2 separate regions of the Arachis hypogaea genome follow, and region 1 is linked to region 2. The links are chromatin contacts, called in public Hi-C maps. All regions are on one chromosome and are shown on one strand. Each heading gives the region's core, a stretch centred on a gene start, on an enhancer-like site or on the middle of the called end of the contact. The rest is flanking DNA. Distances are from core to core; before and after follow the strand shown. Region 1 holds the start of LOC112795063 (probable L-type lectin-domain containing receptor kinase VII.2). Region 2 holds the start of LOC112797012.

Region 1 (2,700 bases), core at 60-2,559, 950 kb after region 2:
CTTAAGGCCAAAACGACGCCGCAGTGAGCCCTATTTCATGAAAATGCAAGGTGGAAGCCATGGCCGCTGCTCGAGGCTCTCCCGGTTCTTAGCAGTTCCGGTGCCATGTAGCCAACCGTTCCGATCACTCGAGAGGTGTTAGGTATCTGCTCATGATGATGCATCCGGGCGAGTCCAAAATCCCCCAACCTTGCATTCATATCCTTCTCAAGTAATACATTGCTTGCTTTTATGTCCCTATGCAACACCTTAACTTTCCAACTCTCATGCAAATACAATACCCCCATAGCCACATCCTTCAGCATACCTCCAAACTCAATTATATTCTGTTCTGAAAATGCTTTAGTTGCAGCATAAATGTCTTCATAACTAATACGGTGTGGCCAATACTCTAATTCCCAGTCTTCAATATCTCCCTCTTCCTCCATTCTTTTGCTTCTTTTTCTTTTGAGCAAAACAACAAACACCATTGCTGCACTACCAATAACAAAGATAAAAATTCCAAAACTGATCCCTGAAACAAAACCAAATGAAGGCAAATTCGTAGTCACCAAACCATCGCCGATCGAAAAATTTGAGTTGCTAAAGCTCCATGCCAAAATCTTGTGACTCTCAACAAGTTGCCCTGTTGCCCCACAAAATCCCACAAACATTTCATCCAAAAAGACATCAGAAAGATTCACAAGTTCACTAATCAAAGGCCTATTAGGCCTTCTTTTCCCTGCAATAGCCATTGCTACATTAACTTTAGAATCTGAATACTCAATCCACACTTGATAGTTCTCACCATTGTTAAACTTCAATTCCTTAAACTTTTCATCATGTTTTCCACTGACCCAAAATTCAGCATCGTGTGAGGCCAAAGAAGTAAGAGAATTCACATCCAAACCCACATGGTTATCATTGATGTCATTGAATTCTTGGTTCTTGAACACATCAAACTCAATCCCAAAAACATAGTTTTTGGGGTTACCATTGTTGGTCAAGTTGAAGAGGCCAAGGTGCTGAGCTGAGCTAACCCCGTTTGCTCCTTCAAAAGGTGAGAACAAGAACACAAAACCATAGCCAGGGAGAAGGTGTTTGAATGGTGCAACGGAGAAGATGAAGGAGGTTGAGAACGGTAAAGGGTTGGAAGAAAAGGAAGATTTTGTTGGGATCTTGGAAGGGTAGAAAGCACGGCCAATAGAAAAAGAGGCATGGTTGGTAAGGGTGAGAATTGAAGAGTGAGAGTGAGAGTGAGAGTGAGAGTGAGAGTGAGAGTGAGAGTGATCATCAATAGTGGCGTTTGCATAGAGTTAAGGGACTAATTTGTCCACTAAAAAATTGTTCCAATCCACCTGATCAAGTGTAACGACCAGGTCATTTACTGTCCTTCTATGTCAGCTGGTTCTGTTGTCGTTTTTGGCCCAAAACGGACAGAAGAGTATAATTGTCCGCTGTTTTAAAACGTTAGGGATCGAAATGTATTTTTCTTCTTAAGGAACGAAAATGTCCTCATTTTAAAATGTTAGGAACTTATTTGTCTTTTACTCTAAATCTTATTATACTTATCTTTAAACTCTAATTTCTCATAGTCATTCATACCTGGGGTTCTAAAAATTGGATAGGATTGGTCAATCTAATCGGTTCAACCGTGAATTGGCAGCACAAACGGTTCGTTTTGTTTCGAAAAATTGATGCCTCCAAAACCGGACCCGAGCTGCTGAACTGTTTAAGAACCGGTCTGTGGGATAGAACTTGGAACTTGGAACTTGGAACTTGGCCGATTCCCCCAAACGGCGCCGTTTCGTTATCTAAAAACAAAAAACACTTCAGTTCAGTGGCTGAGCCAAGCCCCTTCTCCCCTTCTACAGAACTCAGAAGCAAGGTCTGAGAACCCTTACCTCTCTTCGTCTGTCCGTCCGTCGCACACAGGGTCTTCTCTTCGTCCATCGAGCCACTGCGCCCCCATCTCCTTCTCCAATCTTCTTCCTTCAGCAGAACTGCGAGTAGCCCTAGCCCCTCACTCAACCTCGTCTTCGTCTGCTAGCCTTCAATTCTCGAACACCTCTCATTCCCCAATCGTGTGGTCGTCCTCTGGTCTTCGTCTGGTCGCCGTCGTTCGTCGTGCTCAACCGCTCTCCGGCGTCCGTCGAAGGTCAGTGCTCACTGGTAGTACTGGTTATTCGTTTTTTATGCTCTGTTCAGAAATCAAACCCTCTTCCTGGTTTTTTTTATGCTCCCTGCTACCATTAGTGTTTTGTGTTTTTATTGAATGATTAATTGATTATTGATTAGTTCTGGCTGCTCTGCTGTGCTGCTGTTTTGTATGATCCACTTACAAATCCTTTTTGTATGATCCACTTTGTATTTGGAATGTGAAGCATAGAAAGAACTAATCTAAATTATTGAAGTGAGTGCAAATTATAATCAGAACATTTTTTATCGGAGAGTTGTGAGAAAAGCCTAGTCGACCATCTAATGAAAAACTTTGAGGCTGATTTAGATTCTACTTCTCCAACAAATGTTGGTGTGCAAGCTTGAAGCAACAAAACTTTTGAAGAGAATGCTGGGAAGAAGAAACTAGATTAATTGAAACTAATTAGCACTTTTGTTAAAAACTCATCATATGTATTTTGGAAATGTGATTAGTCGTAGGAACTTTTCCAAATCTTAACTAATTATAAGAAATTTCTTCAGGTTAGTTTATATTTCGTTGGT
Region 2 (2,700 bases), core at 170-2,669:
GACAAGCTGAGAGTTTAAATGTTAAACCTCAATATTCAAATAACATGACTCCATTATTGTTATTATTACACCCTTCTAATGTCACAAACTCAATATATATTATAGTCTGTTGAGACTTGTGTATTCACAACTTGGCCTCATCATTCTGATTCATACCTTAAGTAGAAGAAAATGTCCCAATCAGCTATTATTACAATTTTATCCAGAGAGTTGGGGTTTTGGTTCGGAGTTCATGCCAATGATAATGACGAGGGGATGAATCCGTGAATCAGTCACATAGGCAGGGGAAATTTTAACAAAGTTTATCACAATGATTAACAACAACAAAAAGCGCTGAAGGAACACTCAGTAATATAGGCAATGCAAATTTTAACAAAGCTCATCACAATGATTAACAACAACAAAAAGCACTAAAAGAACAGTGAATCAGTAACATAGGCAGTGCAAATTTAAAATTTAAAAGTTATCATCAAATACAATCAGTGAGCAAAGCCAATCAATCAAGCACTGACTGAGCATTCTGTTCTGATTCTGTGACCGGGAAGCAACAAATTCAGCAACAAATTCAAGTTACAGCAACAAATTTAACAAATCCTAGTAAAGTCCCAATTTACAGCAAAAAGGCAAATTCATTAATTACCAATTCAGCAACATGCAGAAATACAGGGAAAAGGGAAATCTGGAAAAGAGAGAACACTAAACCAAAACATTAACCAATAACCACAAAACACTAAACCTTCACCCAGCAATTACAAACATTAGCACATTATGAAACATTCCAAAACACTAAACCTTCACCCAGCAAAACCAGCAACTACAAACAAAGCCATCAGTAAATTTGAACAAAAAAAAAAATTAAGAGCCATCAGTCTACAGCATTCAACAATATTGCAACAAACAAATTAGGAGCCATCAGCAACTGGTAAACCAGTAAAACACTATCAGAGCCATCAGAGTAAGTATTACTGACTAACAGAGCAATCAGAGTATAGTGAATACAAGACAAAGCAATCAGAACCATACATACAAATTTGCAAATTTGTAAAATTTCCACCATTAACCACCAGCAAATACAAGGGAATACCAAACTGGAAACCAAGACGGAAGACCGAAGAAGAAGAATTAAAGAACCAAACTTCAAAGTTCAAACCAAGGCCGAAGAAGAATTGAAGAAAAATGGAACAAAATTGAAGAAGAAGACCGAAGATGAAGACGAGCCACTAACCTGGGTTCCGGGCCGAGAAGCCAGCGAAGATGAAGAGTACCAGCCGAGTTACTGGGTTAGGGTTCGACGACCTGGGTACGGCGGCGGCGCTGACGATCTGGGAACGGCGGCGGCGATGGAGGGTTAGGGTTCCTTCGCTAGAGTTCTCCAATCTCCATTACAAATGATTAAATGAATGAATGATTTTTTTTGTTTGGGGGGGGGGGGGGGGTACCAGCCGGTTACCGGCCCGATCCAACCGGTTTGACGGTTTTTTAGTGGTTTTTCTTTGAGCGGTTATCGGTTCGACTAGCCGGTCCGGTCCGATTTTTAGAACCATGCTAGAGAGAATGGTTTCTCAATTCAGAATCCTTTTTCTTTTTTGGTTTTTTTTAATAACAAACGGTGTCATTTAGAGTAACCGGCTGGGTCCTGGTTCGGTTCGACCGGTCGAGTCTAGATTCGATTCGACCAGTCGGAACCTGGATCGGTTCGACCGGCCAGGAACTGGCCAATTCAGCAATTTTGAAACGCTTTTTCCATGGATGGTTTTTCTCATTAGACCGAACCAATATTTGCACTGGTTTCGGTCAGATTGGTTCAACCGGACAATCCAGTCCGATTTTTAGGAATACATAAATTTTAAAATATCATCCAAATTAAAAGTATCACATCTACCACAATGTTATAATCTCGTCTAAATACAAGAACAAGGCCTGAATAAAATTCAAGCAACCCAATAACAAGAAACAAGGACAATCTCAATCTCAAGAATCTCAACAATTTAGCAAAGTAAAACAACATCAGCCCAAAAATTTAGCAAATTATCAACTTAACAAGTTCAAAAACTGAAAATCAGTAAAAATAAAAAAATAAAAAAGCAGGACAATGACAATATAACAGAATCAAGAGCATGATCAACAATCCTAAATCGCAGTAACAACAATAATTGAAGAAGAAAAATCACAGATTAATAATCATAAACCAATTAAAACAACAATGACAGTAAAAAAAATAGCTTCTAGAGTACAGAGGTTAGGGAGCACGAAGGGCTTGACACAGCAAAATTGGAGCAAAGAAGGGCTGGAGCCCAGTGGAATAGAGCCGATGCGGTGAAACAGCGGCTGCGCAACGGAGGAACAGTGGGACGGAAGCTTCAAGCAGTGGCAAAGACGAGCGCAGTGGGGATGTCCGCTTCGAGCATATGCGATGGCGGCAGTGGCTGGACGGAGCAAGTGATGTGATTTTTTATTTTTCTTTTGCCGAGGGAGTGAAGGAGGAGCGGAGAGCTCGAAAAGGAGGAGATGCATGTTAGGGAAATTAGGTTTACGTTAGGTTTTTCTTAATTAATTATATGATGAAATGGCGCCACTTTATGTCAAAGTTGAAACCGGGCAATTTTCAACCGATTCAGAGGTCCAATGGTTTTTTACACTGGCGATTATGCTTACTAGCCGAACCGATATGCATGTTGGTTTCTAATTTGACCGATCGGA

Evidence for each region. A called contact is a pair of places that touch in the nucleus more often than the background predicts.
Region 1: a Hi-C map of leaf shows a contact between it and region 2, with 4 times the contacts expected there. The contact joins the promoter of LOC112795063 here to the promoter of LOC112797012 in region 2. A contact is called at or near these places in 2 of 8 Hi-C or Micro-C datasets (both in leaf).

The regions. Positions count from the first base shown.
Region 1 is chr4:98,584,480-98,587,179 of arahy.Tifrunner.gnm2.J5K5, forward strand. It overlaps LOC112795063 (probable L-type lectin-domain containing receptor kinase VII.2), which reads right to left and starts at 1,310. Exons shown (of 1, transcript XM_025837022.3): 1 at 1-1,310. The coding sequence starts at 734. The coding sequence ends at 36. It overlaps LOC112797027 (thioredoxin-like 4, chloroplastic), which reads left to right and starts at 1,734. Exons shown (of 6, transcript XM_072235739.1): 1 at 1,734-2,137.
Region 2 is chr4:97,629,981-97,632,680 of arahy.Tifrunner.gnm2.J5K5, forward strand. LOC112797012 reads right to left here and starts at 1,420. Exons shown (of 6, transcript XM_025839735.3): 1 at 1,226-1,420.